Linked DNA regions of Macaca mulatta: region 1 is linked to region 2. A link is a contact called in public Hi-C data. All regions are on one chromosome and are shown on one strand. The core of a region is the stretch at or near the end of the contact, and the rest is flanking DNA. Distances in the headings are between cores, read along the strand shown. Region 1 holds the start of SAE1 (SUMO1 activating enzyme subunit 1). Region 2 holds the start of ARHGAP35 (Rho GTPase activating protein 35).

Region 1 (5,518 bases), core at 2,636-5,135, 280 kb after region 2:
CTTTTTTTTTTTTTCTTGAGAAGGATTCTTGACCTGTAGCCAGACTGGAGTGCAGTGGCACAATCTCAGCTCACTACAACCTCTGCCTCCCAGATTCAACCCGTTCTCCTGCCTCAGATTTGCACCACCACGCCCGGCTAAATTTTTTTTTGCTTTTTCTTTTTAGTGGAGACGGGGTTTCACTATGTTAGCCAGGATGGTCCTGATCTCCTGACCTTGTGATCCGCCTGCCTCGGCCTCCAAAAGTGCTGGGATTACAGGCGTGAGCCACTGCACCTGACCAATAAAAATGTTTTTTTAAAAAAGGATGTATGTTTCCAAACATGAGACTATACCATCACATTTAATTTTTCCCAGAAATTATAAAAAAGTAGAAGTGAGGAGAGGAAAGGGAGACACTTTTAGACCTTTAATGAGTCTACAAGTACAGGATAAAATAATTTGCGCAGCAATTAGCTTTATTTCCAGGGCTCTTTTTCACAAAGTGATCATTTTACAAGAGTTACGGCATAGGCACGGGTAAGAACCCGGGTCACTCCCTAACCAATTACGAATTACTATATGCCGTAGACCTTCAGGATTACTTTCTTTCTTTCTTTTTTTTCTTTGAGACAGAGTTTTGCTCTTGTTGCCCAGGCTGGTGTGCAATGGCACAATCTTGGCTCACTGCAACCTCCACCTCCCAGGTTCAAGCGATTCTCCTGCCTCAGCCTCCCAAGTAGCTAGGATTATAGGCATGTGCCACCATGCCTGGCTAATTTTTTTTTTTTTTTTTTCCTGAGACAGTGTCTCACTCTGTCGCCCAGGTTGGAGTGCAGTGGCAGGATCTCGGCTCACTGCAAGCTCTGCCTCCCGGGTTCACGCCATTGTCCTGCCTCAGCCTCCTGAGTAGCTGGGATTACAAGCGCCCGCCATCATGTCCAGCTAATTTTTTTTTGTATTTTTAGTAGAGAGGAGGTTTCACGTGTTAGCCAGGATGGTCTCAATCTCCTGACCTCGTGATCCGCCCGCCTCAGCCTCCCAAAGTGCTGGGATTACAGGTGTGAGCCACCGCGCCCAGCCTAATTTTTAGTAGAGATAGGGTTTCTCCACTTTGGTCAGGATGGTCTTGAACTCCCAACCCTCCCAGGTTCCAGTGATTCTCTCCCCTCAGCCTGCTGGGTAGCTGGGATTACAGGCGCACACCACCACACCTGGCTAATTTTTGTATTTTTAGTAGAGACGGGGTTTCACCATGTTGGCCAGGCTGGTCTCGAACTCCTGACCTCAGGTGATCCTCCTGTCACTGCCTCACAAAGTGCTGGGATTACAGGCATGAGTCACCGTGCCCGGCCTAATTTTTATATATTTTTTTGTAGAGATGGGGTCTGGCTGTGTCTCAAACTGCTGGCCTCAAGTGATCCTCTCAAAGTGTTGGGATAACAGACATGAGCCACTGTGCCTGGCCTGTTGAAAGTTTTTCAACCATTATAGGTCCTTTGTCCCATACTTGCAGCAAGTCAATAGTGGGAGACACCAGGTTGCAGCAGAGAAAGAGGTTTAATCATAGGGCCACTGAAAACCAAGGGAGGAGATGGAAGGAAACCACGAATCCACCTCCCCAGGGAGTTCAGGGGTTTTTAAGGGTTTTGGAGTGGGTTGAAGTGTGGGGATCGTTGGTTGGTTGAGTGCAGGGTGAAGTAATGAAACAGGGAGTTGAAGAAACTCTATTCTCCTGTCAATTTGGTTCCTCTCTGGGGTCTTCACACTGGTTGGCATCAGCTGTTCTGCTGGAATTCAGGATCTGAAAAACATCTTAGGCACCTTTTGTTTTTTTTTTGAGACAAGGTCTGTTGTCCAGGCTGGAGTGCAGTGGTGCCATCATACCTCATTGGAGCCTCCAACGCCTGGGCTCAAGGATTCTTCCACCTTAGCCTCCCAAGTAGCTGGGACTACAGGCATGCGCCACCACACCCAGCTAATAAAATTTTTTTTTTTTTTTTTTTGTAGAGACAGGGGTCTTGTCATGTTGCCCAGGCTGGTCTTGAACTCCTGGTCTCAAGTGATTCTCCTACCTCAGTCTTCTAAAGTGCTTAGGTGGGATTACAGGCGTGAGCCACCACGCCAGATGCCAATTCTTAAATAAAAATACATGATTCCGCCAGGTGTGGTGGCTCGCGCCTGTAATCCCAGCACTTTGGGAGGCCAAGGTGGGTGGATCACTTGATGTCAGGAGTTCGAGATCAGCCTGGCCACCATGGTGAAACCCTGTCTCTACTAAAAATACAAAAATTAGGCCCGGTACGGTGGCTCAAGCCTGTAATCCCAGCACTTTGGGAGGCCGAGATGGGCGGATCATGAGGTCAGGACATCGAGACCATCCTGGCTAACACGGTGAAACCTGGTCTTCACTAAAAAATTAGCCCGGCATGGTGGCAGGCGCCTGTAGTCCCAGCTACACAGGAGGCTGAGGCAGGAGAATGGCGTGAACCTGGGAGGTGGAGCTTGTAGTGAGTGGAGATTGCGCCACTGCACTTCAGTGTGGGCGACAGAGACTCTTGTCTCAAAAAAAAAAAAAAATAGATGGGCGTGGTGGCTTTTTTTTTTTTTTTTGAGCTGAGAGTCTCTGTCGCCCACACTGAAGTGCAGTAGCAGGATCTTGGTTCACTGCAACCTCTGCCTCCCAGTTCAAACAATTCTCCGGCCTCGGCCTGGCAATTGGCTGAGACTATGGGCATGCCACCACACCCGGCTAATTTTTGTATTGTTAGTAGTGAGGGGGTTTCACCATCTTGGCCAGGCTGGTCTCAAACTCCTGACCTCGTGATCTGCCCTCCTCAGCCTCCGAAAGTGCTGGGATTACAGGCATGAGCCACTGTGCCCTGCTAAAAAGCCTATGATTCTAACATCAGAAATCCTCCCACCTCAGCCTCCCACGTGGCTGGGACTATAGGCTCAGTGCCACCACACCAAGCTAATTTTTGCATTTTGAATAGAGATGGCGTTTCACTATATTGCCCACCTGGGGCCATCCGTGTTTTCTTTTCTGTTATTTTTGTTTTATTTATTTATTTTTTTGAGACCGAGTCTCGCTCTATCTCAGGCTGGAGTGCTGACATGATCTTGGCTCACTACAAGCTCCAACTCCTGGGTTCAAGCGATTCTCCTGCCTCAGCCTCCCAAGTAGCTGGGACTACAGGTGTGAGCCACCATGCTCTGCTGTTTTTTTTTTTTTTTTATTTTTAGTACAGACGGGATTTCGCCATGTTAGCTAGGCTGCTCTCGAACTCCTGATCTCAACTAATCTGCCTGCCTCGGCCCTCCGAAGTGCTGAGATTACAGGCGTGAGTCACCGCGCCTGGCCTATTCCTGTTTTCTTAATGCTTCTCTCTCCCACTGGGCCGTGACTGCCTCCAAAGCAGAGATGTGTCCATTTTTTATTATTATTGTATGTCCAGGGCTGGGCACAAAGTGCAACGCATAGTAGGGACATGAAAGCCTGGGAACAGTGGCTGATGCCTGTAATCCCAGCACTTTGGGAGGCAGAGGCGGGAGGATAGCTTGAGACCAGGATTTCGAGACCAGCCTTGGCAACACATCGGGACCTCATCTGTATGAAAAAAAAAAAGAAAATTGACAGTTCAATGTCACCTCTGATAAGCCTTCCCTGACCACCCCTGTTACTCTGTAGCCCCATGTCCTGCTTTATTTTTCTCCAAAGCATTTGTCATCGCTGGGTTTATATTTATTTCTCTTTGGGTTTTTCTCACTGGATCGTAAACTCCATGAGGACAGGGCTTTGTCGATTTTACTCAATACCCTATTTTACAACATCCCTATTGCTGGGATCTCAGTATGCACGCCTTAAATATTTGCAGAATTTAAGCGCCTCATAAGTGACCACGTGGGCAACGCCCTCGGGGCCTTAACCGGCGCCATTTTTGGGGCTAGGATTGGTTGGACCCTCCGTCACGTGACATGCAGTTGCCGGATCGCCTTTGAGTCTCGTGAGGTACTTTTGGTCCCAGGCTCCTTGGACGAGGTACTGCGCAGGCGTGGGAGGGGGTCTGCGCACGCGCAGAAGCACCCCGGGTGTGCTGCCGGCGGAGGTTGGTGGCGCGCGGGGCTGGCGGGCGGTTGGCGTGAGCGGGACGTGAGCTGAGGCAGGAAGAGCCGGCGCCATGGTGGAGAAGGAGGAGGCTGGCGGCGGCATCAGCGAGGAGGAGGCGGCGCAGTATGACCGGCAGATCCGCCTGTGGGGACTGGAGGCCCAGAAACGGTCAGCGCCGGCGCGGCTTGAGGCGCCGAGGGTCTGGAGGGGGCGTCTAGTCTGAGGCGTTTGCGGCCCGGAAGGAGCGGGAAGGTGTGATTTGAAGGGAGGAGGCGGGAATTATGTGCCCCGGGATCGTCTCGCTCCTGAGGGAACTAGAGGAGTTGATTGGGGATGTTTCTGGAAGGTCTGGGAAGTGGTTGGGAGAGCCGTTCCGAAGGATGGGAGCTCTGAAGGGGGCTCTGATTGGGGAGTCCTGAGGGAGCGGGAGAATTCAAACTCAGGAAATCCGAGGCCCGAAAGCGGTGATTGTGGGATTTAGGTCGCGGTTAGGGGATAAGAGGGGCTGGGGTACGTGGAAGGGGTGAGGTGAAGGACATAGTTCATTCATTCGATGGTGTGGGACCCGGTTCCGTGCTGGATACGGGGGAGACTGGACTGGCCAACCGGGCCGACGGGAGCTTACATTCTTGTGGGTGCTCAGGGGCGGGCCAGGCTGAAAGAATGCGGGTTTTGAGGAGTTTTGGAGCAAGTTATGTCAAATGGAACTCTTGAGAGGCTCGGAGAGTCTGGAGGGGGACGGCAGTAGGCTCCCGAAAAGGTTGCTTGTGTCTGGTACGGGGCTGTGCCTTGGTAAGACAGGAGACATAGTTTGGGCATTGTGGAGTAGCTTAGGGATGGGGTTTTCTTTTCTTTTCTTTTCTTTTTCGACGGAGTCTCTCCCTTGTCGCCCAGGCTGGAGTGCAGTGGCGCGATCTCAGCTCACTGCAAGCTCCGCCTCCCGGATTCAAGCGATTCTCCTGCCTCAGCCTCCCGAGTAGCTGGGATTATAGGGGCCCGCCACCACGCCCGGCTAATTTTTGTATTTTTAGTAGACATGGGGTTTCGCCATGTTGACCGGACTGGTCTCGAACTGCTGACCTCAACTGATCCACCCGCCTCGGCCTCCCGAATGCTGGGATTACAGGCTCACGCCACCACACCCGGCTAATTTTTGTATTTTTAGTAGAGACAGGTTTTCACCATGTTGGCCAGGCTGGTCTGGAACTCCGGACCTCAAGTGATCTGCCCGCCACTGCCTCCCAAAGTGATGGGATTACAGACTTGAGCCACTGTGCCCGGCTTTTTTTTCTTTTTTTTTTTTTTTTCTCCTCTTTGTCGCCCAGGCTGGAGTGCAGTGATGGGATCACAGTTCACTGTAGCCTCGACCTCCAAGTCTCAAGTGATATTCCCTCTTAAGCCTCCCAAGTAGCTGGAACTACAGGCGCA
Region 2 (5,879 bases), core at 1,292-3,791:
TTGGGAGGCTGAGATGGGTGACAGCTTGAGGCCAGGAGTTCCAGACCAGCCTCGTCCGAACAGGTGAAACCCTGTCTCTACTAAAAATACAAAAATTAGCCAGGTGTGGCGCCTGTAGTCCCAGCTACTCAGGAGGCTGAGGTAGAAGAATCGTTTGAACCCGGGAGGTGGAGGTTGCAGTGAGCCGAGATTGCACCACTGCACTCCAGCCTGGGTAACAGAACAAGACTCTGTCTTGAAGGAAAAAAAAAAAAATGAGTGGGGCATGGCGGCACAAGCTTGTAATCCCAGCTGTAATCCCAGACTCTGTCTCAAAATAAAAAATTTTTAAAAGACTGTTGCTTGGTACAAAGTACTCATTTTTATTATTAAAGAACGAGGTATTAGGCCAAATCTGGGAGACTACCCTGAGAAGGTGACTTCAAGCTGAGAGTCGAAGGGTAAATCAGAGCTGATGGGTTCCCAAGGGGTTTGGGGGATCCAGCGTGAGCCCAACTGTCCTTGTTCTCCAGGTGCCGCCAGTTCACAAATTTAAGATTGAAAAGACCTGGAATACTGCATAGGTGTTAAAGACATTAATTTGAAGTACGGGTATCAGGAATTCACTGCCCCCCACCTTGTCTTTCCTGTGTCTCCTCAAGTAATATCAAAAGTCCCTTACACACCACGGTTTATAATGACAGCCCATGCACTCGATTTGGCAGCCCCACAGTGCTTAAAGAAAAGTTGTTGCTGTTGTTTCAAGCCACTAACATCTAAAAATCAGATTGAATGCATTAAAAGTACTTTTTTTTTTTTTTTTGAGACGGAGTCTCCCTCTGTTGCCCAGGCTGGAGTCCAGTGCGATCTCGGCTCACTGCAACCTCTCCTTCCCGAGTTCAAGCCATTCTCCTGCCTCAGCCTCCCGAGTAGCTGGGATTACAGGCGCCCACCACGACGCCCACCTAATTTTTGTATTTTTAGTAGAGACAGGGTTTCATGTTGGCCAGGCTGGTCTCGACCTCCTGACCTCAAGTGATCCGCCCGCCTCGGCCTCCCAAAGTACTGGGATTACAGGCGTGAGCCACCATGTCCGGCCCTAAAAGTGCTACATTAAAAAAAAAAAAAAAAAAGGAAAATCCTTTAATATAAAAAGCTTTATTAATGGAATAAACAAGCCCATGTAATTTTATCAACGCTTACAGAGCGCTTACTATATGCAAGGCCTGATTTCCAGAGCTTTACAAAATATAATCTATTTAATTTTCACAGCAGCCCTACGAGAGAGGTATGATTATTATCCCATTTTATAGATGAAGAGACTTATGGCAGAAATGCCAAATGTAATAGGAAACAGCCTTTCTTCATGCATTCCACAAATATTGGCTTGGCGCCCGGGAAGCTCATCTTCCACGATCTGTACTTCCGGAGGAGTCCCAGAGGAACACCTCCTCAGTTCAGAGGAGTCAAGGGTTACAGCGGTGCCCTCTCCCATCACTACTCTTTTCCTTTCAGGCGCCCTAATTGACATTTGATTTGTAGTCATTTGCACAATGCTAAGTGACAGGCTTGGGCTGCACACAGTACCAGGCCGTCTTCCCTCTCCTGGGGATCAGGCGATCACAGAACCAAAAACAAGTTGCAAGGACGCGCGCGTTGGCTGCGGATTTTCTTCACAGCCAGGAGAAAGAGCACGCGCTCTCCATCCCCGCCTCTTCTTCCGGGACGACGAATTGCGGGACTCGGATTGGGCTGAGGCGGGCCACGCCTCCTCATATCCTCCAATCAACTCCCTCTCTGGTGGGCTCCCTCCTTCTCAGCCCCGCCCCACCGCCCCACGTTACGTCGCTCCTTCTGGCCTCCTCCGTTATCCCGGGGGCTGCGGCTCGCGCGGCAAACCCACCTCCCGTTGCTTCCCATTGGCTGCTCAGGTCCCGCGCGAGCGGGATCGCGCCCTTCGCCCCCCACCCCCAAAACCGGGCCATGCCTCTCTCCTTCGGCTTTCTCTAGAAGCCAGCGCGAGGTGGCAGATCGGCTGCTTGAGGCGCGCGCGGAGACGCGCGCTCCTCCTGCGGGCCACTCCCTCTGCCCTGCGCCAACAGCTGCGCCGGCTGGCAGCCCCCCGCGCACGCGCGCTCCCCCACCCCGCTCCCTCTGCTCGTTTGCAGCTCGCCTAGAGCTCAGTCACGACGGCGGCCGCCGCAGTAGCTGCATTTTTGGGGGCGCACGCGCACTGCACCGTCCGCGGCGGTTCCTAACCTCAGGCAGCGGCGGTGGCAGTGAGACCCTCGGGTGCGCACGCGCTCTGACCTCTCCCCACTGCCTCGCTGGTCGTCCCTTCGCGGCGCGCGCCCGGGGGCCGTTATCCCCCTGCAACGGTCCACGCGCCGCGCACGCGCAGTAGCGAGGGGGCGCGCGCGCGGGAGCGGCCGTCGCAGGAAGGAGGTGCAGCCGCTGCCGCCATTGCGAGTGAGGGAGGGAGGGAGGGAGGGAGGGAGTGAGCGAGGCTGGTCCGCCCTCCCCCTGGTTCCCGCCCCTCCCCCCTTCCCCTCCCCGCCCCCCGCCCCGAGGGAGAGCCGCGGCGCGGCGGCAGGAGGAGGTGGAGGAGGCGGAGGAGGGAACCCGCGAGGGAGGGTCCGCCCGGCCCCCCGCCGCCGGAGCCGCCGCCGCCGCCGCCGCCTCAGCAGCCGCTGGACTAGGAGCAGGGGAACATGGCGCCGGGGCCCCCGTCGTTGCTGCCGGGATCCTGGAGGCCGGGGCCGCGCTGAGGGCGCCCAGCTGGTGAGTGCGCGAGCTCACGGGCCCCGGGCGGCGAGGCCGGGCGCCGCCCCGCTGAGGGGTCCAGGGGGAGGCGGGGACGGCGGGGCCCGGAGCCCGCGAACAATGGAGGAGCTGGAGGGGGAGGGGAGGAGCGGCCCCCCCAGCTCCCCGGGCCCCGCCGTCCCCGTCGCTTCGCGCGTCGGCCCGGCCCGTGGGGCCTTTCTGCCCTTTGGACCTACCCCTGCCCGCCGCAGCCCTGCTGTCCTCGCTGCCGCCCCCACCCCCGATCAGTTGGGATCTCGGTGTCTGCCTCAGAGCCTCTCCGACTTCAGCCATCCGGCTCCCAATTCTGCGACCCCCTTCCCTCTTCCACCCCTCCATAATGCCCTTCGCTCCTCCCGGGCTCTGCAGTGCTCTTGGGACCCACCTTTTTCTCATTGACCATTCTGCATCCCTTAATTGTGGCTCCCACTTTTGAGATCCGTGACCCTTCTGCCTCTTCTCGATTCTGCTCTCACCACCCTTCAGATCTGTCCTCGGCCCCTTCTTTGACCTACCTGCTGTGCTATTATTCTTGTCTCAGAATATGTTGCACCCTGGGAGCTGTCCCTTTAGGACCTGCGGTTCCAACCCCTTGGAGATCCATCTGAGACCCCTGTTCAACCAGGCACTGCTGCCCCAGGTCTTCCCCTTGGACTTAATCCGGTTCCCTCGTGGGCCCTACTATCTGCATTTCTGTCTGCCCTCTCACAGAGCCTGCTGCACCCCGGGATGCCCCTCGGCTGGCCTTCTGACCCTTCCGTGCCCCAGTTCATTCCCCTGATCCCCTCGGACTTGGCTGCACCGTGCTTGCCTCTTCCCCTTCTCAGCTCTTGTTACCGTTTGCCATTCAGACCCTTTCCTCTCTTCCATACCTTTCTGCCTCTTAGCTCTGCCCCTTGCCCGACCTCAGATCTTGCTGCGCTCCCCTCACCTGCTTGCTTCTGACTCTGCCTTCCCGGGAAGCAGCCTCTTCCCGCTTCTCTGACTCTGCAGGTCTCCCATTTCTGCTGTTCACTCAACTGATCTCTCCCTAACTCAGACTGCCTTCAGTTTCAGCCCCAGTGTTCTCTTGGAGGTTTCCTGTTTCCCCCACCTCCTTTTTGGCACTTCTCTGAGCTACTGCATGCATTTGCTACTCCTTTCTTTGGCCTGTATCTCCTTCAGTTCTCTGCCTAAAAACTGCTTCCTGTCCCCTTTGCTCCAACTCCTCTCCTCCCCGTTTTAGCCCTTAGACATGCCCTTTAACGTCACTATACCTCTGATACCTCCCGGGCTGGTCACCCATCCCCTTCCCGTTGTGCATCTCACAGACCTGCCCCTAGATCCATTTTGTACCTGCACTTTCTCCTCGTTTTTTTCAATTCTGCCCCATCCTCTATTTAGTGTTTCCCTCCCCAGCTCGGCTGTTTCGGAGCTGTCCACTTGCCCGCATGTTTTTAGACCGGTTTTTAACTTCTGTATTGCCGTCCGCGCTTGGAGCGGTCCTTTAACACTGGGGTTCTTGTCACTGTGTCCCCTCTCTGTTCCCTCCCGAGTCTTAAGTTTTCCACATGACATTCTCTTCCCCCCACCATTTTGATTCAGCCTTCACCCTTCACTCTGCTTTATTTGCCCACCGTCCACTGCCCTGCCTCTTGTCTTCTTTTGGAGTTCTCACTCCCTCCAATTGTGACATTAAGATGTCTTCTTAATCATTCTTTCCTATGTATCCCCCCCACCTTCCTCTTGGAGCTGCCTCAGTGCTGTGATAGATTCTCACTCCCCTTACTCACCTTTGATATCCCTCTCCCAATTCTGTTCGTCTTGGACTTGTTTCCTTCCTCACCTTTTTTTTTTTTTCCCTTTCCCCTTGTATCTTGTCAGGCTCCTCTTCCCATTTAGTTCCTATCAGACCTGCTCATCGCAGCTCACCACCCGTGGCCCACCCATTCCCCATTGAGCACTTCCCCTTTCAGGCATGTCTTTCTCTGTTTTCCATCCCTCTGCTGCAGAGGCAAAGGGGCTGGATTGGGCCTTAGGCTCTCAGGCTCTGAGACTGCAGATTCTCTCTCTGCACCCTAACCCTGAGGGTTCTATCCCCAGGGATCCTGAGAGATCTGGGTAAATAGGTGGGAGTTGGTTGATTGTTACTGCTCTGTGGAGTCTGGGAGTGTCTCCCCCATTTCTCCCACTTCCACTAGGTTAGTAGTGTGGAGGGAGGTAGATCTCTTTCCGTTGCCCCATTTTCTTTTCTCTGCTGTTTGCTCTCCCCCTTCCGATTTCTGGGCTCTGCAGCTTTGTGTCCTTTGGAAAAGGGGATTGCAGCTGCTCACAGATCTTTATTCTCTTTCTCACTTTCCCTCTTTCCTTCTCTGAGCGGTTGCATACAGTACCCTGTCTCCTATTCCACCTCTAAGCCAGCACCCCTAGGAGTGTGCTTTTTTTTCCCCCAGCTGACAAGTCATTTTGTTTTACCTCTAGCTGGGGAAATGCCAGTTCTCAGATTCTCCCGATCCCACTGGGGGTTATGGCCACACTTGGACCTAGGGAAGCTACAGTCTTGCCTTCCCTAATGGCCTCTGGTTTGCAGTGTGACCTTGGGGGAGGGGATGGGGAAGGTGGGCTTATTATTTCTTTTTCACCTCTGCTCCAGGGAAGGCTCCAGCTTCCTGGTCTTCAAAATGGTGAGGGCTTGGGTTTGGAAAGCACTTTGCGGTTGTTTGTTGAAAGAGAGAGTGCCAAGTGTCACTCAGATTTCTGCCCTCTGGTATTGCAGGCTCTCCCTGCCACAGGAGCTGAGTGCCTCTGGGCAGATCCATGCTAGATTCTGGGGCTCATTGGTGTACAAGGGGTGTGTGGGTGGGCGCTGACATTCCTTAAGCTTTTTGAGTGACCTGATTTGGTAGAGTTAGAAAAGGGTGCCAGGAACTGGTGGATGTGATTGGATTTTTAGTCTTATTATCTGAGAAATGCGTCTTAGCTACCATTCCTGAGCGATTTTCTTTAATGACTATATGGTTGGGCGGCGGGGCGGATTTAGGAAGTTCATTCAGGGGTAAAGGTGGTTTTTACAGAAAATCTATCCAACCATTTTCCTTCCTTAACTTGGGAAAGGGGAT

What was found. A called contact is a pair of places that touch in the nucleus more often than the background predicts.
Region 1: a contact with region 2 is called in a Hi-C map of fetal cortex germinal zone, with 2.5 times the contacts expected there. The contact joins the promoter of SAE1 here to the promoter of ARHGAP35 in region 2. A contact is called at or near these places in 3 of 14 Hi-C or Micro-C datasets (fetal cortex germinal zone, fetal cortical plate and liver).

What each region holds. Positions count from the first base shown.
Region 1 is chr19:59,607,404-59,612,921 of T2T-MMU8v2.0, forward strand. It overlaps SAE1 (SUMO1 activating enzyme subunit 1), which reads left to right and starts at 3,886. Exons shown (of 10, transcript XM_077980743.1): 1 at 3,886-4,021.
Region 2 is chr19:59,328,927-59,334,805 of T2T-MMU8v2.0, forward strand. ARHGAP35 (Rho GTPase activating protein 35) reads left to right here and starts at 2,542. Exons shown (of 7, transcript XM_028839122.2): 1 at 2,542-2,760. It also overlaps a transcript of AP2S1 not described here.